4 separate regions of the Mus musculus genome follow, and regions 2, 3 and 4 are each linked to region 1. Evidence: chromatin contacts called from public Hi-C and HiChIP or PLAC-seq data. All regions are on one chromosome and are shown on one strand. Each heading gives the region's core, a stretch centred on a gene start, on an enhancer-like site or on the middle of the called end of the contact. The rest is flanking DNA. Distances are from core to core; before and after follow the strand shown.

Evidence for each region. A called contact is a pair of places that touch in the nucleus more often than the background predicts. HiChIP or PLAC-seq counts read pairs in DNA pulled down with a chosen protein or histone mark.
Region 2: a contact with region 1 is called in a FOXA1 HiChIP or PLAC-seq map of pancreatic cancer cells. The contact joins the enhancer-like site here to the promoter of Sema3c in region 1. A contact is called at or near these places in 5 of 39 promoter capture datasets (the 3T3-L1 cell line, hippocampal neurons and liver), 4 of 115 datasets of contacts at active chromatin or transcription factors (bone marrow-derived macrophages, embryonic limb bud, fibro-adipogenic progenitors and 1 more) and 2 of 9 other capture datasets (macrophages and pancreatic islet).
Region 3: a contact with region 1 is called in a Hi-C map of uterus, with 4 times the contacts expected there. The contact joins the enhancer-like site here to the promoter of Sema3c in region 1. A contact is called at or near these places in 10 of 39 promoter capture datasets (the 3T3-L1 cell line, 3T3-L1-derived adipocytes, embryonic stem cells and 5 more), 7 of 484 Hi-C or Micro-C datasets (the AML12 cell line, the HL-1 cell line, epidermal suprabasal cells and 2 more), 4 of 115 datasets of contacts at active chromatin or transcription factors (fibro-adipogenic progenitors, kidney, pancreatic cancer cells and 1 more) and 3 of 9 other capture datasets (adipose tissue, liver and pancreatic islet).
Region 4: a contact with region 1 is called in a Hi-C map of uterus, with 1.9 times the contacts expected there. The contact joins the enhancer-like site here to the promoter of Sema3c in region 1. A contact is called at or near these places in 11 of 39 promoter capture datasets (the 3T3-L1 cell line, 3T3-L1-derived adipocytes, the C10 cell line and 5 more), 7 of 484 Hi-C or Micro-C datasets (adipose-derived mesenchymal stem cells, beige adipocytes, bone marrow-derived macrophages and 4 more), 5 of 115 datasets of contacts at active chromatin or transcription factors (bone marrow-derived macrophages, embryonic limb bud, fibro-adipogenic progenitors and 2 more) and 1 of 9 other capture datasets (adipose tissue).

The regions. Positions count from the first base shown.
Region 1 is chr5:17,572,212-17,577,942 of GRCm38.p6, reverse strand. Sema3c (sema domain, immunoglobulin domain (Ig), short basic domain, secreted, (semaphorin) 3C) reads right to left here and starts at 3,127. Exons shown (of 18, transcript NM_013657.5): 1 at 2,978-3,127; 2 at 973-1,113. The coding sequence starts at 1,075.
Region 2 is chr5:17,245,369-17,251,380 of GRCm38.p6, reverse strand. No RefSeq gene overlaps it. Among named protein-coding and RNA genes, the nearest start is that of Speer4f2, 120 kb to the left of the region's middle. Within about 2 kb of position 2,875, at least 20 of the 459 cell types and tissues checked have an H3K27ac peak or open chromatin away from gene starts, as enhancers often do. A contact at or near this core is called in fibro-adipogenic progenitors and pancreatic cancer cells, where this site is marked.
Region 3 is chr5:17,270,955-17,276,455 of GRCm38.p6, reverse strand. No RefSeq gene overlaps it. Among named protein-coding and RNA genes, the nearest start is that of Speer4f2, 99 kb to the left of the region's middle. Within about 2 kb of position 4,020, at least 53 of the 459 cell types and tissues checked have an H3K27ac peak or open chromatin away from gene starts, as enhancers often do. A contact at or near this core is called in kidney, pancreatic cancer cells, stem cell-derived neural progenitor cells and 1 more, where this site is marked.
Region 4 is chr5:17,131,708-17,137,499 of GRCm38.p6, reverse strand. No RefSeq gene overlaps it. Among named protein-coding and RNA genes, the nearest start is that of Speer4f2, 240 kb to the left of the region's middle. Within about 2 kb of position 1,924, at least 19 of the 459 cell types and tissues checked have an H3K27ac peak or open chromatin away from gene starts, as enhancers often do. A contact at or near this core is called in beige adipocytes and uterus, where this site is marked.

The DNA.
Region 1 (5,731 bases), core at 1,878-4,377:
TGCTGCTCATGGTGACCTTAGGGGAGCACTTAAGAACTTAAAAAGAAAGGGAAAAAAGGACTGGTAAGTGTCAATCAATGTGCTTTCTGCAATTCCTCTGTGAAGGCCTAAGAGTGCCCTCATCAAAGCAACTAAGCACATGCAATGACAGGGTTTGTGTAAAACTTGGAAACGTAAGCACAAGTGGTCCTGAAGACATTTCTCATCTAGTTCATATTTTATCTGCCAAGTTAATAAGGGTTACATTACTAACCCAACCACCCGTCTAGAATGATGTGAGCAGTTTACATTAACCCCATGTACACATTTAGTAACCACACCCTCAAAGCACCATATGGCTTTTTCTATAAATCACTATTTGAAATTATTACTTTGCTAAGCTTAAGAAAACAAAGTTTTATACAATAATCAGTGCACTGTCCTGAATATTTTTATGTAATTTTCACTTCACTAGAAAAAAAAAAAACCAACCATGGAGAATAGAAAAAAAAAAAAACAAAAACAAAAACAAAAACAAAAACAAAAAAACAAACTTTAGAACAACTCCAGTTTTGAAGCAAATACTTGGAACTTACTGGAGTTACTACAGTGACAAAACTCATGATTCTATTCATGAAATTTGTTGAGAAGGGGCTGCATTCCAGCACAACCAGATGACATAAAAGATGCTACACTTTAAGCTCTTTATTATCTCCCTGGAATATATGTTCAACCCAGATGAAACTTAAGGGGAAAAACGTAAGGTAGCACACACTCCAGGCATTTTCATAAATACTTCCTCCAATGCAATGCTGACCGATAATAAATATCATGGCATTTAAAGAGTAGCCTTGTAATATTTTGAGAGCCAAATAATGTGATTTGATTCTCTTCAGTACGTTAAGCTTTCATCTGAGTAAGAAAGAAAAAAGAAAAAAAAAAAAAACAAGACCTCCAACAATGTTTTTTTGTAAGTGTTATCAAATTTCTTACCATCAAATGTTAAATAAACTCTTGCTTGGGGCTGGGAAGATCCTCGTACACAAATGGAACAAATAAATACTCCAACCAACACACAAATCGCCCGGAATGCCATTTCTTCTGATTTGGGAATTAATATCCAAGGGAAAATACCTTTAGAGGAAAGATAAGAAGAGATCTGTGGAATATTCTTTAACTTTTTGGTAACCAGAGATAACAGCTTTGAGAAACGCAGCTTAAGGTCTGCAGGCAGCAAGCAGTAGGAGGTGCTATGACTTAACTTCTCAAATGGAAACCTTTTGATTTATTTGTGTCTGAAAGTCTTTGCAACTGACAATTCTTTTATCATCCCATAAAAATGATGCTGACATCAAAGCAGAACAAAGCATCAGTGAAAACACTTAATTGATTTCCCCCAACGAATCTCAATACCTCATCTCTCTAGAACCCATTCAATTATACTGACAGAGTATTGAAGATTGAAAATACTCTCCCTAATAAATACAGTAGATTCCACCATCCTATTCATGGGTACCCATTCATTCCATGCTCACTAATTCTTCTGGATTAATTGCCTCTGAAATAGTGTTTCCATACATAAATCTACCTGTGCTCCATCCCTGATTATTAAACCACCCCAATCAGCTATCTGCCAGTGCATGCAGATGACCAGGCAGTGGTTAAGTGATGCAGATGAGGTAACCATGGACTCCTGCCAGATTTAAACCAATGACCTCGTGGTGAGTAATCCACTGGAGCCCCATATCCACCAAGGCATATTTTACATAAATCATCCAGAGAGTGCGCCATCAAAATTTCAAACAATGAATCAAAGAGACAATATTCTTGCTTGAAAATTGTAGCTATAAAATTAATATAAGCTATTAACTAATGTCTAAGTATAAAGGGAGGCCAGGTACTGTTAGAACAAACCTATATGAGCCCCACTGGCCATCAGAAATCCCATCACTTCTCATATAGTGTAATTATACAGTAAAATGACAAGCAGGTCTAGTCTGGAAATGCAACCTTACAGATCTTGTGTTATATGGCTTTTTTAAATTGAAAATACATTATTGATTCTATTCAATAAGGAAGTGAGGTTAAAAATTGAAAAGGCTGTTTCTCTGACACAGAAGGAAAGGACAATTAAACACAGCATGCAATCTCAAAGAAAAATCTAAACTGGTCTCATTGGTAGCACATATGCTGCAAGAGTGCAACATGAAACTCTCTGCCTCTACCACACAGATGGAGGAGACCCTAGAGATGTTTGTGTTGGTAATTTTCAAAAGAAACAGTTTCTTCCTGCTTCCACAACCTCTTCACCCTGTCATCCCTAAATTAACTTAGAAGAAAATTGATTTTTATGGGTGACTTTCCCTTAGAATTTTACCCCTGGGATTTGTTGACTTAGTAGTTAAAACCAGGGGGAAGGGATACTATTAATATGTCCAACCTTAGTCTGTTTATTAACCAAGTTAGAGACATTTGTACATTTTTACATATTGCTATTACCAGTACATAATCCGATATGCCTCCCCTAAAAGAGATATGCTCCATAAATTGCGAAGAACATTGCCTAGATGACATGGGAGATCAGACAGTGCTGATCTATCTATCAGAACACCCTGGTTTCAGTCCGACCTAGTGATGGGCTGTGACTGCCATCCCCCGCCCAAGTCCTTTACAACTTAGTCCCTTTAACTCGCACACTTAAAAGTGATGGCTAGTGCTTGGTCATCTATTATGAGTAAATACGAGAGTATAAATATATTATGTAGCTTCCACCGGTGTTTTTCCCCTTAGAAGGCACTGGAGCAACTTAAAGTCTTGGCAGGTGCCACAGCCTCCAGTCAGGCTCAGCTCCTCCCGGAGCGCTTTCCTCATGAGTCGCGTGGGCTCCTAAGAAAATACTCAGACTTGAGCACACCAAAGGAAAAACAAGTCAGTACACAGACCCAGAAAAGTTCTATTTCAGTAACTGAGTAAGACTGAAAATCTGAGTCCGGCTTACCGAGGTGGGAAAAGATCCAGGAGAAGTCAGCCACTTGCTCCGGGCTTGGATTTCCAGTCCCCTAGGTCCTTTCCCCAGAAGACCTTTAAAGACTTAGTGAGTCCGGAGGGTGGGATTCCTGCCGGCCGGTGCTGAGTTTCTTTGTAGCAGAATCCCGGGCGGCAGAGCCGCGGCACCCGGAGCCCTTCTCCACGTCGCTCAACCCCGCACCGCGGAGTGAATGGCAAGTGGCCGGGCGCCGGGGGCGAGCGCTCGGTGTCCGATTACAGCGACGCGGCGCGCGGCTGAGGCTGCCCGGGCGCACCGCCCAGCCGGCTGCAGCAGCGGCCCCGCGTGGCCCGCCGCATCTGCACGGGCCGCCGCCCCACCCAGGGAGCGCCTGGCCGCGGGTGGCAGCGAGCCTGAGGGCGGAGCACAGGCTGGCCTGGGCGCGGGAAGGCTCTGCTGCAGGCTAGACTCTTCTCCGTAGCGCTGCCTTTGGCAGTGAACAGTCGCTGAGCGCGCTCAGCCAGTTTTGCTATGCGCGCCTCTTGAAAAGCATGCAGGCTTGGCTACGCTGTAAATATCCGAGTGCAAAGCAGTTGTTTTGCCAGAGGAAGATTCCCTGCATCCTTTTAAGGCAAAGAGTTACCGTTTTAAACGGGCACGGATCTTGTCTTCACCCTGAAGCAAAATTTCTAAAGCTAGGGGAGAGTAACGTACGGTAACCCCCTTTCCCAGAAGTGTAATCTGTTGAGTATTGTTTCCTGCCGCGTTTCCCTAACGTCCTGAAATCAGTAATTATGCTGACCTTTCCACACTGAATCATATCCAGCACCTTCCTCTCCGGGACACTCCCAAAACAGAAGTTGTAAGAATTTTCACGTTTTTGTTTTGTTTTCAAGAATGCTGTTTCCAATGGTCCCAACACTTTGAGACTCATAAATCTACACACAGGCGAGTTATTTGCAGCCCTGCTTTCAGGAAAACTCGTTAAGCCGTGCAACTGACTTTGATGTGTGTGTGTGGAAGGGGGTTTCTTCTTCTGACTAGACTGAATTAAATGATTGAACATCAAAAGAAAAGACTTTCACTCCTTGTAAACTGAGCAGAGCTGGCTTAAAAAAAAAAAAATCACTGTTCGCTTCAGCCCAGTAGGTGTCACTGTGTGAGGGACCCTTGAGTGCAATTTATTCCCTGTGTATTTCCTCAGTTGCCTTACAAAATGAAGTAGAATCTTTACATTCTTATCAAAGTTGTCGCGGGAAACACCTCTAAGATTACAAAAGAGAATTCCCGCTCAGTCGGACCCAAGAAGGAGAGTTGCCGGAGTTAGTGATTAGAGGGCAGAATCTTTGTATCTATGTAGACACCGCCTCTGATGTCCAGTAGGTAGGATTGTCTGATTTTTGCCATATATTTGAGATATGTGAAAATCAAGTTAAAGAAGTTCATAATCGTTGCAAGATTCGCCTGCCTGAGATGGTTTGCATTTTAAGGTGGACTATCTCTGCGGTATACAGCTAAGTACATAGTAGACAAGGAACCTAAGTAGATTCCCTCAAAAAAACATGCATGAATGGGCAAGAGATGCTACAAAAGGCTCCACACCACTCATCACTTGAGCAATCCAAATGAAAGCCACAGGGAGATAACACTTCAAAGCTGTTGAATGGTTAATACCACAAAGAAAGAAGAAAAAACTTGCGGACAGTTTGCACAGACTGGGAGATGATACGAATTAGGGCAACTATTGTGGAAAACGGTATGAAGTATCTTTATAAACTAAAGATAAAACTAGCATATAACCCCTCAACCCCCCTCTAAATAATTACCCAAAGTACGGGGGGTCAGAAGATCTATATCTCTGTCTTTTCACGTCCCTTGGTCCAACGTTCATAATAGCCAGTCAGCCTAGGTGTCACTCACAGTCCTCATGAACCAACCAAGAGAATGTGCCTGGATTGGGGACACTATACCATAACTGCCACTGTATATACTTTCCAGACTTACAAAAGAGGAAACGCCTACCTTTTTCACAAACATGAAGAATGCCATGGTTGAGTGGAATAGGCCTAAAGCAAACAGGCAAATGTTCGGTGTCTTTATTTATCTATACAATTAACAGCCACTTTCTCAGAGAAAGAGATTAGAAAGGAGGCTACTACAGGGGATGTGATGGAAACTGAGTCAAACCAGATGAATAGTTTGACTTTGGTTTTAAATTCAATGGCACAGCATGGTGCATATGGATAACTGAATTGCATGCTTTCAATATTGGTAAGAGAATAAGTTTCTACCATTGTCACCTGAAATATTAAATGATAATTAGCAATTGCTCCTTATTAAGTTCAGATGTCATGCCACTACACGTTCCAGCAAATACAACTATCATTTAACTATGCATAATAAAATTAAGTCTACTTTCTTACACAGTGACAAGTTAAACTCAACAAATCAAAAATAATATTTCATGAATTATCTTCCAACTTATATGAGATCATTTTGAGAAAAGGTTATATTTAACAGATGTATTCTTTCAAAAATCAATATAGAAAGGATTAAGCTATCTTTTAGGACACAGATGTAATTAAAATGTGAGCAGCTTCTTGACAGAGGTTTACAAACCACGGGGGCAAATCAGAAACATCTGACTATATTGAAAAGCAATCAGGAATAAACATTATGTGTAGTTAATGTTTTTAAGAAATTAAGGTCACTGTTATGTCTTCCCCAGTTGTTTTCATATGGATGTAAGCAAAAACTGAATCTGTA
Region 2 (6,012 bases), core at 1,626-4,125, 330 kb after region 1:
ATATAAGATTGACATATTTAGAGAAAAGAGTACCTAAGTTAGAATAGAAATATATTAGTCTTAGAGTCTCTGGAAGCAATATGGAGAATGGCCTTGGTGAATTTCATCTTTAGGAGGAGTCTGGAGTGATAAGAGGATAAAGTATATTGTTTTACATCACCAAGTTCATGACAATTTGTTGGAAACAAGTGCAATGTTTCTTTATAAATTATTCTCTTTTTTGTAATTTTTAAAATTTTGTTCTAAATTCCAGCAAATAAGTTGCTAATAGAAACTTTGATGATAGCCCAAAGCATGCATCAGGAGGCCTTAACAGTAGTGTAGCTTATGTGGGTGATTTCATTCTATGTACCTAAGTTCTGGAGGCCTGAGAACTCAAATTTTCATAGGAATTGTAGGAAGAAGACAACTGGAGAAACTTCTAGACATCACTCTCACCTATAGGATGATCTAGACAGCTCATTATTTCTAAGAAGCTCCAGGGACTAGCTGGGCATGAACAGCAGCTTATACTCCACTAGAGTTCTTACAGGGAAATGTTTACCTGAAAATGGAGTTTGAAATATCTGGGGAGAGTAGTCCCCGAACTAGCTGCTAATCTAGGCTGGGAGGTTATGAGATGGTTTAGAGAATCAGCTCTACTCAGCCTTCTTGGATCTCACACTTGAATTATAGACGGATATTACCTGAAATAAGAACAGGATCCAATGATGAATTACTGTGTTCTTCATTCTGAGTTACTAAGCTTTTGCTTGAATTTAGTAAAAGGTTCTACTAAATCCTTCTCAATACTAATCTAGGAGGAAATTCTACATGAACAGGAAAATAATTTAAATGTAGCAGAAGCATTTAAAGTCCAAAACTAAAACAAAGGTACTTCCATGCATTTATTGACTTGAACATCAAACACTAGACCAACCGTGGAGCTAAGGACCTCTGGATTCCCAGGAATAAAAGCTATATCCTTATGAGATATATCCTTAGCTGTACAAACTGAGTCTATTTTTGGCAAACACCACAAGCAACTCAGCAACTTGTGCATCAGGTCGGAATATGATGGTCATTGTCATGTGCTATCAGAGACAAAAAGACAAGAAATTAGGTTTTCTTCTCTTATGACTCTACTGTCTTGACATACTGCATATTGATGTAATTTTGATAAGAAATTTTAGAGACAAAATGCATGCAACTTTATTAACTTGTCATTCACCTATTATATGAAAAATTCATGAAATTATGATACACTAGTAAAATCTAAGGCAAAGTAATTTAAGTTGATTAATTTCTAGGTATCCTCAGTTCGAAAATCTATTCACTTGGAACATTTTTGTGATATTTTACATATTCTTTTGTACATTAGTCTAAAGAAACATAATTTATGCAAATCTAAGTAGGAAGTGTGATTGAGGCCAAGTGATTTGACTCTGAAGACTATGTTTGGCAATCGCTTTTGTGAATGGCATTATACTTTATTATATGCCAAGTAAAGAATTCATGAGAAATTTATTTTCGTCCACTTCTCCATATTGAGTTTCATCTTTACTTTCTGTTTATACATGCATACATTGAATATAAATGAATTAATGTAAGTATGCAAATATTTGATTTCATATCAGGCTCTCATGTCACATTCTGTCCTTGTTGACAACAGACTCTGAATACAAATGTGGGTATGTAATCTAGAAATTAGCTTGCACCCTTCTCCCCAAAGTCTTAGGTCACATTCTGAATATTTATTTTTCCACATTTCTCTAAAGATCCCCAGAGGACTTATATCATCAAGATCCCGTCTGTTCTTTTACTGACTTATACTTAATCGGCTTCCATTATAGATTATCTTGCTGCCCCCCATGTGCTTTTCCCACTTAGCATTACGTGGACCCAGATGCAAAACTCAATCCATTTTCTTAATGTTCTCAAAGAGAACTGCATCCCCTCCATAAGGTTTGTCAATTTTAATGGTCTTGTGCATGTTTTGCTAGAGGAGACAAACTTGTTCCATCCATCAAACACAAAAGTTGGATGCTAATGGTTTTTAATATGAGGAAGGTGTAATTATAAGTACATATAGGATCTGGATAACAGTATTCAGGGTATAGACATTTTATAGTAATAGCAAAGATGTACCTAAGAAAAGGAAATATTGATGCAGTTCAAATAACAATACAGGTTAGGTGGCTTGTGGAGGTGTAATGTGGAAAGGGAAAAAAAATCTGTAAGCATAAAATTAAATCTGTTCTTCCAGAGATAATATTGTTGAAATTATCTTTGTCACATTCTCATTGAGAATGTGGTTGGTTCCTTAGGGTTAAAATCATTTTTTGATAAGCATTTCAAAGGTAAATTTTTATTTACTTGCTATGTATGCAATGTCCTATATAAGTTTATAGTGTAGCATATTTTTAAAGGAATTAACTTTAGAAACATTGTAAACTATATATGTATTTTTATGTATATATACTTATTTAGTAACATTGAGTAAAGACGGTTTCCTTTTAACAAATTCCTCTGTAAAATAGTTTGCTTACATATACTATATACATATGTATACAATAGATAAATATATAAGATAATATAGGTATATATTATAGGTATATAGGATAGGTAAGATAATATGACATATATACATATGTATACAATAGATATATAAGATAATGTTGATGTTTTCTATGCATATTACACAAGGGGATTAAGAGCTTTATTGTTTCATGAATTTTGATCAAAGATTGTTAGTTGAAATTCAAAATTTGTGTCTTCAAAACTGCTTAAAATAATCAGTGGCAAAGGCTAGGCTGAAGACCCTAGACACAGTAGGCCAGGGGCAGCACCTAGAACTGTCTGCAGAACCTGGGATCAAGCCAGAAGCATTCTGTCAGGCTGCCATCCCAACTGCGGTGAGGAGGAAAGGAGCAATGTCTGTGAATCTCAGGCCTCTTTGAGAGGAAAGGTCTTAGTCTGCAATAGCCATAGTCAGTGTAGCTATGTCTTTCTATATTGTGACTTTCCAGAAAAAAATAAAGTAGAAAGGTATTACTTTAACTACTCTTGAGGTAATCTTCAGAATTGCATATGCAGCTGTTATCTGAATCTAAACTCTGTAATTCTGTGATGGCTTGGATAGAATAAAATAATCTCAAAAATCCCTTCAATTTATCTTGTATATAATGTCTTGGTCTGGTGGTGACTGGCATGTTTTCTCTCACAGATAATAATTTAAGTAAGGTTCTAAAGGAATGGAAGGTCTTTGCTGTCCTCACAGAGCACAGGAAGGTGGGATGTCCCGGGCACCCTCAGGTCTCATCTGCTTCTCTTCTACCACCAGACTTGACTACTAATGCAGAAATGTAGTGTGTGTCCAGCATGACTCATAGTGCACTCAAGTGCTAGGCGATGGCACACGGAGGTCTCAGTCCTCGCCAGCTGCCCATCCCCACCCTCTGCTCTGAGATCATTTTACTCTCCCTTGGTGGCCATAAAACAGTTCTTCAGTTTCAACTCAAAGTCCAAGTCTCCAAACAGCTCTGAGAGATTTGAGCAAGAGTGTTTTTTTCATAGACTATTCATTAATCTTTTTTCCCTCTCTGCACAAGCTTGCAAAGTTGGTGTCTGGTTAGCTAAGAGGATGAAGATGTTCCAGAATCCAGGACTTGTTCAGCATTCTGTCATTTGGCAGGAGACACTATCTCCAATAAGTTAAAAAGTAATTTTCATTACAGAGCTTTAAATGCCCCCAGACAGCAGATTTGTTTTGTCATTTCCTCTTTGTCCCCTGTTATTTGTTGTTATTTGTTTGTAGTCATCTTCAAGGTTTACAGGGGGCATTGTTATTCTTGCTAAATCTTCTTTTCTCATTCTCAGACCAAATTAGCTTAGATACCCAGTGATAAATGAAATCTGGATGATCGGTCCCACAGCCTTATCTTTAAGATGAGGAAAAGAATAACTAGCAATCTTTCCTATTACCTTACTACAATCTAGATGCAGCCTGCTGTCTCAATACATGGTTCAATAGTAAAACAGAATCAACGCACTAACTGTCACACATTTTAAAATAAACATAAAAGTCAAAGGATAAATATTATTCCAGTGACTTCACAGAGGTGACTATTAAAAACCAACATCAGCGAGCAGCAGCGGTCGCCATCTTGGTCCGGGACCCGCCGAACTTAGGAAATTAGTCTGAACAGGTGAGAGGGTGCGCCAGAGAACCTGACAGCCTCTGGAACAGGCAGAAGCACAGAGGGGCTGAGGCAGCACCCTGTGTGGGCCGGGGACAGCCGGCCACCTTCCGGACCGGAGGACAGGTGCCCGCCCGGCTGGGGAGGCGACCTAAGCCACAGCAGCAGCGGTCGCCATCTTGGTCCGGGACCCGCCGAACTTAGGAAATTAGTCTGAACAGGTGAGAGGGTGCGCCAGAGAACCTGACAGCTTCTGGAACAGGCGGAAGCACAGAGACGCTGAGGCAGCACCCTTTGTGGGCCTGGGACAGCCAGCCACCGTCCCGACCGGAGGACAGGTGCCCGCCCGGCTGGGGAGGCGGCCTAAGCCATAGCAGCAGCGGTCGCCATCTTGGTCCGGGACCCGCCGAACTTAGGAAATTAGTCTGAACAGGTGAGAGGGTGCGCCAGAGAACCTGACAGCTTCTGGAACAGGCGGAAGCACAGAGGCACTGAGGCAGCACCCTTTGTGGGCAGGGGACAGCCAGCCACCGTCTGGACCGGAGGACAGGTGCCCGCCCGGCTGGGGAGGCGGCCTAAGCCACAGCAGCAGCGGTCGCCATCTTGGTCCGGGACCCGCCGAACTTAGGAAATTAGTCTGAACAGGTGAGAGGGTGCGCCAGAGAACCTGACAGCCTCTGGAACAGGCAGAAGCACAGAGGGGCTGAGGCAGCACCCTGTGTGGGCCGGGGACAGCCGGCCACCTTCCGGACCGGAGGACAGGTGCCCGCCCGGCTGGGGAGGCGACCTAAGCCACAGCAGCAGCGGTCGCCATCTTGGTCCGGGACCCGCCGAACTTAGGAAATTAGTCTGAACAGGTGAGAGGGTGCGCCAGAGAACCTGACAGCTTCTGGAACAGGCGGAAGCACAGAGACGCTGAGGCAGCACCCTTTGTGGGCCTGGGACAGCCAGCCACCGTCCCGACCGGAGGACAGGTGCCCGCCCGGCTGGGGAGGCGGCCTAAGCCATAGCAGCAGCGGTCGCCATCTTGGTCCGGGACCCGCCGAACTTAGGAAATTAGTCTGAACAGGTGAGAGGGTGCGCCAGAGAACCTGACAGCTTCTGGAACAGGCGGAAGCACAGAGGCACTGAGGCAGCACCCTTTGTGGGCAGGGGACAGCCAGCCACCGTCTGGACCGGAGGACAGGTGCCCGCCCGGCTGGGGAGGCGGCCTAAGCCACAGCAGCAGCGGTCGCCATCTTGGTCCGGGACCCGCCGAACTTAGGAAATTAGTCTGAACAGGTGAGAGGGTGCGCCAGAGAACCTGACAGCCTCTGGAACAGGCAGAAGCACAGAGGGGCTGAGGCAGCACCCTGTGTGGGCCGGGGACAGCCGGCCACCTTCCGGACCGGAGGACAGGTGCCCGCCCGGCTGGGGAGGCGACCTAAGCCACAGCAGCAGCGGTCGCCATCTTGGTCCGGGACCCGCCGAACTTAGGAAATTAGTCTGAACAGGTGAGAGGGTGCGCCAGAGAACCTGACAGCTTCTGGAACAGGCGGAAGCACAGAGACGCTGAGGCAGCACCCTTTGTGGGCCTGGGACAGCCAGCCACCGTCCCGACCGGAGGACAGGTGCCCGCCCGGCTGGGGAGGCGGCCTAAGCCATAGCAGCAGCGGTCGCCATCTTGGTCCGGGACCCGCCGAACTTAGGAAATTAGTCTGAACAGGTGAGAGGGTGCGCCAGAGAACCTGACAGCTTCTGGAACAGGCGGAAGCACAGAGGGGCTGAGGCAGCACCCTGTGTGGGCCGGGGACAGCCGGCCACCTTCCGGACCGGAGGACAGGTGCCCGCCCGG
Region 3 (5,501 bases), core at 2,771-5,270, 300 kb after region 1:
AAACTGACCTGAGAAATCAGGAACAGAGAAATAGCATCCAAATTTTCCCACCAAGGCAGCTTCAATAAGTAGGATCCTAAAGTTTCCTTGCCTAATCCTGACATGGAAAAGGGTGTGTGAAGAACTTTGGGGCTAGTCAATCCGTTCTTTCTTTATTATTGTTTTGTCTCTTTGCCTCGCAAAGAAAGAAACTTAGAAATGGCTAATCTACATTTCTGTTTATTTGCTTCTGAATTTTTGAACTCTTTTCTGTCTCTCAAACTAACTGAACGGCTCTGTCAGGGTGAAGGGACTGATACTCAAACCTGGTCCCCTAATTGGTTTATGATTGTGTCAATAAAACCGGTGGAAGCCAATTGCTGGGCTAAGTGGAAGGTGGGGTTTCTTGGCCCAACAGGAAGAGAGGGAGGATTGAGATTGAGAGCTGGCAGTGGAGTGGAGGAAGTGTCAGACCTGTAGGTCTCAGGGCACCGATAGTTTCTCACCTCTGCCTCTGGAGGATAGGGTAGGATAGTCTTCACCCGGCCATTGAGTTATCTGGCTAGTTTTAAAATATTAAGACTGTTTGGTGTTTTCATCCGTGACGACTACGGTGGTCAGGAGAAAGAGCACAGCCTGGGTGGTCGGTGGTGACTTGGCGGAGCTAGCCTTGAGAGGTTGAGGAAGCTCAGGCAGAGCTCTTGGGAAAGGATAAGTGTGTTTTAAAAATTATGTGGAACACTGCTCTGCTCAATTTCATAAGATACTCCACTTAGTGGATAAAAGTATTGTCCCATTTTAATAGTGAGATACTGAAATTATACTTTTGTTCTTTAGTGGGCCTTAAGCTCTTTTCAGTGTGCTTCTGTTGAAGGGCTGGAGCTAAGAGAGTCAGCTCTTAATGAGCTCAATGATACTTTTGATCTGGGCAAAGGTTAAAGAAAGAAAGCTAGGTAGGCTATTGAGTACCAGTCATAGGAAACCCAGCCATAATTTAGGGAACCCAATTTCCTCCAATGTCTTTAGAGTTCTGCTTCAGCACAACATCACTACCAAACTCGGTTTAGCAGAACTGATATAATACTGCACACAGGAGGTGCGGTTGTTTTTCAGTGTGTGTTGGTGTTTTCCCTGATTATAAACCTGTGTACCACAAACGTTCCTAGTGCACAGGGAGGCCAGAAAAGTGTTGCCAGCCTCCTGGGGCTGGGGATACAAGTGGTTTTGAACTGCTATGTGGATGCTGGGTATTGAATCCAGGTCCTCTGGAACAGCAGCTGAGGCTCCTACCTGCTCAGAATTCTCATCAGTACGTGGGAGGCAGCTTCGTATGGTTTTCTTTCTTTCTTTCTTTCTTTCTTTCTTTCTTTCTTTCTTTCTTTCTTTCTTTCTTTCTTTCTTTCTTTTTTTCCTTGGTTTTTCGAGACAGGGTTTCTCTGTGTAGCCCTGGCTGTCCTGGAACTCACTTTGTAGACCAGGCTGGCCTCGAACTCAGAAATCCACCTGCCTCTGACTCCCGAGTGCTGGGATTAAAGGCGTGTATGGTTTTCTTTAAAGTCCAAGAGAACCCTGTTTAAAATCTGTCAGACCATTTCTTTCTCACTCGTATCTGCCTGTGTGGCATTTGTTTGCCTGTATATTCTTGAGTGAGGGAGTATTCATGTCTCTCATAATAACCTTCAATCAGTGGTCTTTCTGCTTTATACTGCAGGTGAGGACAACCATGCCTAGCTTATTATGTGGGGTGTAGTTTTACTTTATTCATTATTATTATTATTATTTTGCAAGAAAGATCTAAATACACTATAGATGCTATACTACCAGGATACATTATTTTATCCTATCCTTTCAATGTTACATATATTGCAAAAACAGTTTTCAAGATAAGAATAATATTTACTTAATGAAAGGAAAATATCACATTAAAAGTTGATTACGTTATTTCTTTTTAAAATAGAGTTTTGGCCAAGTAAGTTTAAAACAATTTGGTTTTGTTCCGTTTCTCAGTTTTATATCTATGAACAATAATACACAAAACTCCACGTGTGAGTTTGGATTAAAAATCTTTCCTTCTTTGTAATCTTAATTTATGATGCATTTATATGACACATTTATATAATGCAAAATAATTTATTGTAACATTGCTAATCATTTTTTTGCCTTTACATATATAATACATTTATGTAATGCAAAAGGTCTCCATTTATCATTTCCAAACTGGAACCTTTCTTTCCATCTGAGGAACTACTTGTACATGTAGAGAAAATATTGCCTAAAATAATACAACCACTGAGAATCTTGTTTACATCTCTGTTGTCTGTTCTTCTTGTTACCCTTTGTCACACTGTACATGGTAAGTGGTAGAAGTTGATAATTTTGATACTTAAAGCAAGGAAATGACATCAACAGGGAAGGCATAAACTGACAGCAAGGCCACAAAGACACTTCTAGGTAGGCCAGCTGTTCCGTTTTTTTTTTTTTTTTTTCATATTCACAAGTATTCATGTCTTACCAGAAACATTTCTGAATGAAAAGGAAGGGAGTAAGACCTTTCAGTGATGTGGTGAAATGATCTACTCTTCTCTCATGGACTTTTGCATGCACCATCCAGTAGGTACTAGAAGGCTCGGCTTGATGGATGGACTCTGTTCTCAGTGTCCAAGTTAAAGGCAACCTAGATCCCCCATACACTCGAGCACTAGGTTCGGTCTGAACTTACTTTTGAACCAAATATTAGTCTCACACATGCAAGGCATATAAACACTATCAGGGGATTTATTTTTGACTAGAAGCTGTGCACTGCTAGCCAACGAAAACAAAAATCAAGGAAAAAAAAGCTGTAAGATGCAATTGTAGCTGGCCCCAAATTCCATTACTCTCATTCCTAGAGAACAATGGAATGCATCTCTTTTTTGGGGGGGGGTTCAAAGATAAATTTATTTATTGAATTTTTTTTTCATTGGAAAGATGTTGATTTCTTTTTCTAGCAATCACTTTATCAACAAGCTAAAAAATATTTTCCTAAAACAAAAGAAGTCTTTCAGAGGACTCAAATTTTTTCAGATATTTTTTTCTCTGTATGTTCTTCCCAGGAGGCCATGCATCAAGAAAAGTGCACTCTCATTCTTACGGAGTTAATTTACTTCTTGTTTCATGAAATAGATACAAAATTTGAACTTTCTGTAATAAGTTGTCCATGCTTTATAAGTTTTCCCAATGATCTTCCTACTCAACAAGGAAAATTTAAACTTAAATTCAGTATTATTTACACTAACATAGTGTGGGAGTTGATCCTCCTGTTTTCAGCTTGCTTCTTGTTTTTTCCTGGAACTGGATGACAGGTTCAGGAAAGACGATGTGGATGGCGTTCTCTGAAATTCTATAACTACTGCCCATGTAACATATTAAAGAACAGAAACACCACTTTCATGAAGCAAAGAAAAAGAAAGCAAGCTTATATTGTACATGTACGTGTGTATCACATCACTTACCTCCACAAAGAACAGAAACTGATTTCTTTCCCACCAATATGTTCTTTTCTTATTAGGACTTCCTGACATTAAGTACAGTTTGAGTCTCATCCACTTTCATTAGAAATTACAAAGTAATACAAAATATATATGCTGATTGGAATTCTAGTTTTCACCTTAAAGACATTTTTTTTTCCCCAAAGACAAGTTAGTCAGAAACATGTGGATTAAATATTCTCTTCCAGTATGCAAGAATTAAAGAAACAGAAGCTTTAGCATTTGGCAAAATTCTCGAAAAAATTTTTGAAAAGTTACTCAACAAGGAAAATTTAAACTTAAATTCAGCATTAAGCTCAAGTTATGACTGGTTTTGCCTATCCCTCTAGGACACCAGCTGTTGATGTGTCAGTAAAAGGAAGGAAGAACAAGAGTGGTCGATTCAGCTGTGTCTGCAACAGTCATGTCGGTTGGAGTTTCCTTTTCCGCTGGGAATCACAAGTGTGTCTGTACTGACAAAAGGAAGACTTGTGTTCAAACTTCAGTAGCAAAGATATGAACTTGCTTTGGTCCTAGAAGTGTTTACAGACAGAACCCAGTACATTCTTTCAAGCATACATATTTGGAATGGCAACAGTGAAGAATTTCATCTCCATGGAGAACTCATTTGCACAACTTGTGAGGTTGGCAAATGTGCCAAGCCTGCCAGGATGAAATAATTGACAGCAAGGGAGGGGGAATTCCCCAGATTGCTTCCTCCTTAGGGGAAAGGTAAACAGTGGGAAATCCTGGCCTTGGATGGAAAGTTTCAATAGGAGTATTGAAACAAGCCTGAGGGATGCTGCCCAACAAGGAGGACTGGCTGTGGGGGATAGACATCAAGGCTGTTTGCTTGTGTGTTGAGTTTTAAGGAGCCACTGGCTGCTTATCAGTAAACCCCCATTTGTTCTATCCTAAATGATCTTTCTTTGGAAAGGTCACTGTTTAAAGTCATATTAAGGCAAACCTTTACACATCCCAGCAAATGATTTACCACATAATGATTTAAGAAAGCACAGGTGTTGCGAGCTCACCCTAACAAAACCTGCCCCACAGGTTTGGCAAGATGTGGTCTAGATATAAATAGCAAAATGAACTATCACCTCGCTCTGGGCACATAAAACAAAGACAAAATCAACAATGTTAAGTCTTTACCCAGAACCGTTGGTAGTGGAAGTAGATTCAAGTGTTGAAGTGTAAAGTTTGGGGATCTGTTGAGGAAACACTGGTAACAGTGCTATATCTTCCATTGGGAGGCTTATACTTTTCAAAGGATTTTAAAGTTCACTAGCACATGTGAAATTCAGCTCCCTGGATTCCTGGCTGGCTAGCTGTCTTAGTATACAGTGTTCAGATGGTTTACTACAATGTTTGCTGCCAATTCTGTTGCCACTCAAAATATACTATTCATTCTCCCCCTCTAAAGATTGTGCACTTACAGGAGGAATTATGGTATCAAATTCAGTTCATAATTAATTGGAGAAATTGTTTCATATCCAACTTCAAGTGAGGACCTAATGTTTCGCTTTCTTGTATATTTTACCTAATCTTTGCTCTTAGAAAAATATCTACTTTCTGCCACTCTCTCTTCAACTTGACATCTGCTTTGTGGTCATATCATGTGACTAATTTGGGCTGAGAACCAAATGAGGAGCTTGTGCAGAACACTGTATTCAGCAACACAGAGCATTTCAGACTGTGACAGGGAACAAAGACATTTCTAGATACAAGAGCTATCCAGACTGATAATGACCAGCTAGGGACCTCTTGCTGCCTCTTTTATATCGGAAGATTTTATCTGTTTTTATATTCTCTCTCTCTCTCACTCACTCTCTCTCTCCCTGTGCCTGTGTATACTCATGTGTGCACACATGGGGAAACCAGAGGTTCATGTCTGATCTCTTTTTCAGTTACTCTCCTGCAACTTATTTTTGGAGACACGATATTTTGCTACTCCTGGAGCTCAACCTTTATGACTAGAATGTGTGGTCAGTAAATCCCCGTCTTCACCAAAGC
Region 4 (5,792 bases), core at 675-3,174, 440 kb after region 1:
GTGGCATAGGGTGAGTTATATATACTCTCATGTACCCAAAAGTGCTCACAAACAAATAGAAGGAGATGGGAGACAGATATATTTCCAAAACAGTTCTTTTCCTGTATTCTTCTCTTTCCCAAAGTCAATTTCACATTTCTGAATTCTGTCACTGGACTAATTCGACTTCATTCTCAGCTCATCTGGATGAAATCATAGATCACAGACTCTCTTTTGCCTTTGCCTTCTGTCACTCAAAGTTGTAATTTTGCCATGATTCAAGTACACTTTGACTCTAGAGGAATGCATGCATCACCATCTAAATGATACCCCTAACTGTGGAGTAGCTTTTAAACACATGATATCATAGTTTCATTGCATATCACAGGTACAGTTCCTGCTGTGTACTGGAATTTACTTCATAGCTTTAACTGATTTGGACTAAGAAGTTTGAAACCTACAACAGAAGCAGTAATTTTGTTATCTTGCTTTTTTTTCAGTTTTTTTATTAGATATTTTCTTCATTTATATTTCAAATGCTATCCTGAAAGTCCCCTATGCCCTCCCCCCTCCCCTTCCCTGCTCCTCACCCACCCACTCCCACTTCTTGGCCCTGGCATTCCCCTGTACTGGGGCATATAAAGTTTGCAAGACCATGGGGCCTCTCTTCCCATTGATGGCCATAGCCTCACATGAGACAGCTCTACCATCATCCCTTCAGCAAATCTTGCTGGTATGTGCAATAGTGTCTGAGTTTGGTGGCTGATTATGGGATGGACCCCTGGGTGGGATAGTCTCTGGATGGTCCATCCTTTCGTCTTAGCTCCAAACTTTGTCTCTGTAATTCCTTCTATGGGTATTTTGTTCCTTATTCTAAGGAGGAATGAATATCCATGTTAGTCTTCCTTCTTCTTGTGTTTCATGTGCTTTGCAAATTCACCCACTCAACAAGTGGCTCCCTTATGCCTTATCTTTCTCAAGGACTCTGTTTTAATTGTAAGTCCTGCAAATACGATGAAGAAAACTGTATGAATCAGGAATACCTGTGCGAATGTTTGTAGTACTCTCTCCATTTGAAGCATGGCTAAGATTCCTAGGAATATGAAAGAGAAGTTATATTTAAACAATGAAAGGGTTCAGTGAATGAAATTGATATATAAGCATATAATGACAGCTATTCATTAAGTGAGAAAGGGTAGACTATATAAATAAATAATGATATATGAATATAGTACAGTGAATACTATATACAGTGAAATATATTATGATGGTGACATGTGCAATGTGTACGAACCCTAAATAAAGAGCTTAACTCCATAGTCATCAAAAAGATGTTATCAACACTCGCAATAACTTTATCACACCAAAGAACTATGTGAAAGTTCTAGAACAGGCTTCAAATTCTTTGACACTTTGAATGGCTGAAGGCAAAGACAAAAGGCTATAACATTTCATCCACAAAAATCTGGAAATGAAGTGGAATTCACCTACTGAAATAATTCAAAATTCTAAAATTTACCTTGAGCTCAGAACCATCTAGGAGAACTATACACTTTTATTTTTCTTTCTGAAAACTACCCTGTTCATGTGTTGACTTTCTGAATACCATGCTGAGTATTAGAAGTGTGATAACATTCCTGTTTATACATTTTGAATTCCCCATGTGTTGAAATGTTTGCTTCATTCTTTGTCGTGGACAGTTATACCATCATTATCAGCATGATGCGCGGAGGAGAGCTCACTCCCTTCCAGCTATGTGACAGGAGGAATTTTCAACACTTTCACAATCCAAGTCTTTTCAAATAAACAAAGAAATGAAAGTGCTTCATGCAAATAAATCCCTGCTGGGCTTTGCTGTATTTTCCTGACTAATTTCTCCCAGTAACCACAGCTCTCCAGCCTCTGACCTTAAGGCAGCAGGCATTCTTTCTGTAAACACATGCCTACTGTCAGCATTGTGCGCTTGTCATCCACGTTATCTCTAGTGACAGATTAACTGTCTAAGCATAAGTGAGGTAAAGGGAAGGCACTTGTTAGAATACTCTTGCAGTCATGGAATGTATCATCCTCCTATAAGTTTAAAACAGAATGATAAAGAACTGTGAGTAGTTACTGAGAAACGTGATGATACATTGGCTTTGCCTCACAGGAACTATAGATCTCCTAGGGACATTGAGATACAGAGATTTGTAAATGTCCTAATTGGGGTTAACTGAAGATTTTAAATACTGCAGGTGTTATAACTAGGTACTCCCTCATGTGCTAATGCACAGTGGATCCTCCTGTTGCTGTGGTATAATTTTGGCTAACATTTTCTAGTTGCTTCATTTTCTGTTAACACCACTAGATACACATGTTGGGTGTCTCAAATTTGATCTTACAAGTATGTTTTCGTTTTGGGTGAGTTGTCATTATGTAGAAACAGTGATTTCTCAGCACATCTGGAATCATCACAATACCATTCACCTAAACTCTGATTAATTAGCCCAGTAATAGAAATTAAGTTTTCAAGTAAAAGAAAACATAGGGGTTCCTCCATCCAGTCAGATTGTGCCTATGTATCCTGCAGCCACACAAGGTCTAGATCCTGATAAAACAGCATGGTAGACAATCTTCCTGCATGGTAGATTGTCTCCTTCAAGGTAGCCTATCATAGGTTTCCTTGGCAGACAAGCCTTTCATGGTACAATGTGAATATTTGAGGAGTCTTTCACTGGAGGTCTTGAGAGGCACACAGCTTGCCACTGGGTCAAACACAAAGAGTGAGTGCAGACAAGAAAAGAAAGGCACCTGCTGTCTACTGCTTTTATTGCTTCAGGGCAGCATTCAAACAGGTCATTGGTGTGAAGTTTTCATTACTTGGTTTCAAACAAGCAAGGATGAGAAAAAAACTCTTGTTCACACAGACTGGACACCATATCAAGCAAAACTCAACCTTTCATTTTTATATTAGAAGTCCTAATTGAATGCACAACGGATACTAGGGAGACCCAGCTTATAGTCATCCATACACCTACCACTGCTAATACGAATACAGTTGAACAGAATACTACATCCCTTCAGAATAGCTGACATTATTACTTTGCTACTTTTCAGAGTTTGAAATAAGGAGGTAAGCATGGTAGCAATATGGCTACTTATAGGGAAGACAAGGAAGGTCACCTGATAACAGTATCAGTCAAGAATTCACTATCCAGAGTGTAAGGGCATTTTAACTTATATTTGTAACTTTCTTATTTCTTCCATTATGCAGTGGAAAGGAAGTATTTAAGGGTCAGCATCAAAGACCCCTCATCTGATTCCTACTCTGTCTAGGAGAGTGCCACGATTAAACAGCCTCCTGCTTTTGGTCAACTGAACCTCTCTGCTTCTCTCCCCACCCCCACCCCCGCCACATACTTAAGATGTATTACAATGACTTTGTAGTTTAGCACCATTACAATTATTTATGATCCTCTTCCAGATAAGCAAGACCAATTTGAATTTTGAACATGTTTTCCCCTAAGCATTGCTCATAGCTTGGAGACCCAAATAAGTATGATGTCTCATTTATCATTCATGAAAGTATCAAACAAACAGCCTCTGTGTGATATTATTTATACTCTCAGGTTCAGGCAATGATTTATTAGTATTTACTTTTTTCTATGTCCCCACAGATAACATACACTAATCTAATAGTTTTGTAGTGCCGAAAAAGTTTGTTTAGAAATAATATACAATGGCTATAAGACAAAGATGTCAAAGTCCAAGCAGAGTACAAACAAAACAATGTCTTATACTATCTGAGGCTAATCACTCAAGATAAAAATGTAGATGTAGTATGCATACTATGAAAACGAATATACATTATATATTCTGTAGTGATCTTTCTTAAAATATTTTCCCAAGACAGTTACTGGGCAGGCCATTTGTTTCTAGTGAAAGTGAGGCAGGGAACAAACGCACGGATAGGCAAAGAACTAGTGTTTGGAACTTGCATGTAACCCCAGTACCTGGGCAGAAAAAATGCTACCTCAAAATCAGCCTATATTACTTAGTGATGTGTAGATACTTTAATCTACATAACTAGACCCCAAAACCCTGCTCACTCTCTCTCTCTCTCTCTCTCTCTCTATATATATATATATATATATAAAATGATATGTATATATTTACAGGTACAGATATATGTACATATATTATACATGCACAAATATTTTCTTATATAACTCATGTGTGTGTGTGTGTGTATGTGTGTGTGTGTGTGATTATGTGCTATCTCAATCTTGGATATAGAATTTAAAAATAGACAATATTCCCTGTTCTCACAGGTATATGATGTTTGAAAGTAAAATACTAAAATCTGTCTACCAGTTCAGAACTAATATCTTGGAAAAATTTCGAAACAGAAATGAGTTTGATCAAAGTGAACTCTGGCTCTCTATAAATTTTGAACTCACTGAATTATTCAAATTTCTGATCAATTCATCACATTTTTTTGGTCATTTTGTTCCTCTTCTTAAGATTGATTTCTTCTTGAATTGATTACTCAAATTATTAATTTAACATTTCTATTATTTTATCCATTTATTTATACTATACATGATTAATTTATCATTTATGTGACTTAATTAAGGGCAAGGTGTCAAAATATTGGTTACTTGTATACCAAATAATGGCTTCAGTGTGTCTACCATTGTATTTAGTTTTCTGTTTTGTCTGTGTTACTCAAAGTTATGTCTGTGTTGTTACTCAATTCACCTTCTATGATTCTCTCTCCTCTCTGCTTCTCTCTCTCTCTCTCTCTCTCTCTCTCTCTCTCTCTCTCTCTCTGTCTATCTATCTGTCTGTCTCTGTCTCTGATGTAAGATTTGGAAATTAAGTCAGGATGAATGCACTCAAGCATCTGTAGTGATTGATCTGTGATAAAATGTGGAAAATGGTAGTGAGGGGTCGCTTTAAGGCTGTGCCCCACTTTGCCAACATTGAGAAGCCTATAGAACATCCCCTGTAATTGACTATATTAGAGGACATACCCGGCCCTCCAGAGAGGGAAATAGAACTCGGTCACTTTAAGTGACACTGTGCTTTGGTTTGTTAAGATGAATTGCTCCGAGTTTAACAAAATTAAATTTAAGACATAGTGTCCTAGATCTCTTTTACCAATTGCTACATAAATCACACCATCTCCTGGCAGCCTGTTTGTTCTGTTATGACTTATGGTTTTAGTTTATGACAACAGTGCTAGATATATAATATTTTCTAACAGCCTCAATCCCACTTTTACAGTTTTCTAGCTTTATGATCTTAGAAAACACACGTGGTAATCTTTGTTTCCTCATTAAAATGAGGGGAAATCGTTTCCTTGTTCACAGCTTTGAAATCATGATAAAACAAATTCATTCAGTTTATTCATGGAAGACTTTGAGAGTTAGCTGATTTTGTGTTGTAAAATATTGTAGTTTTTATTGTTTTTTTTTTTTTTCTCTTGAGACTAAAGATACTTTGTACAATATAAGCTTCTGGAGTTTCCAGTCTGTAGGATACTGGTACATACAAATTTATTATGATTTTCTTCTCCAGCAAGTACACAGTTTTTTGTTGAGTTGAATCTTTTCTTGTTAGTGGTTAAAGGTCACAGAAGATAGAATTTTTTTCTTAAAATCTCCCAGGTACATTTAAGAAAATACTTAGCAGACAGGAAATGATTTTTACTCTTATTTTGTTTCCTTCAGGATTTGTCTGCATGCAACGTCTATACCCGCCTCCTAGAATGGGCCCAATCTAGGACATTTTATGTCATACTGTAGCATCTTTAGTGGGCCATCCTGTTC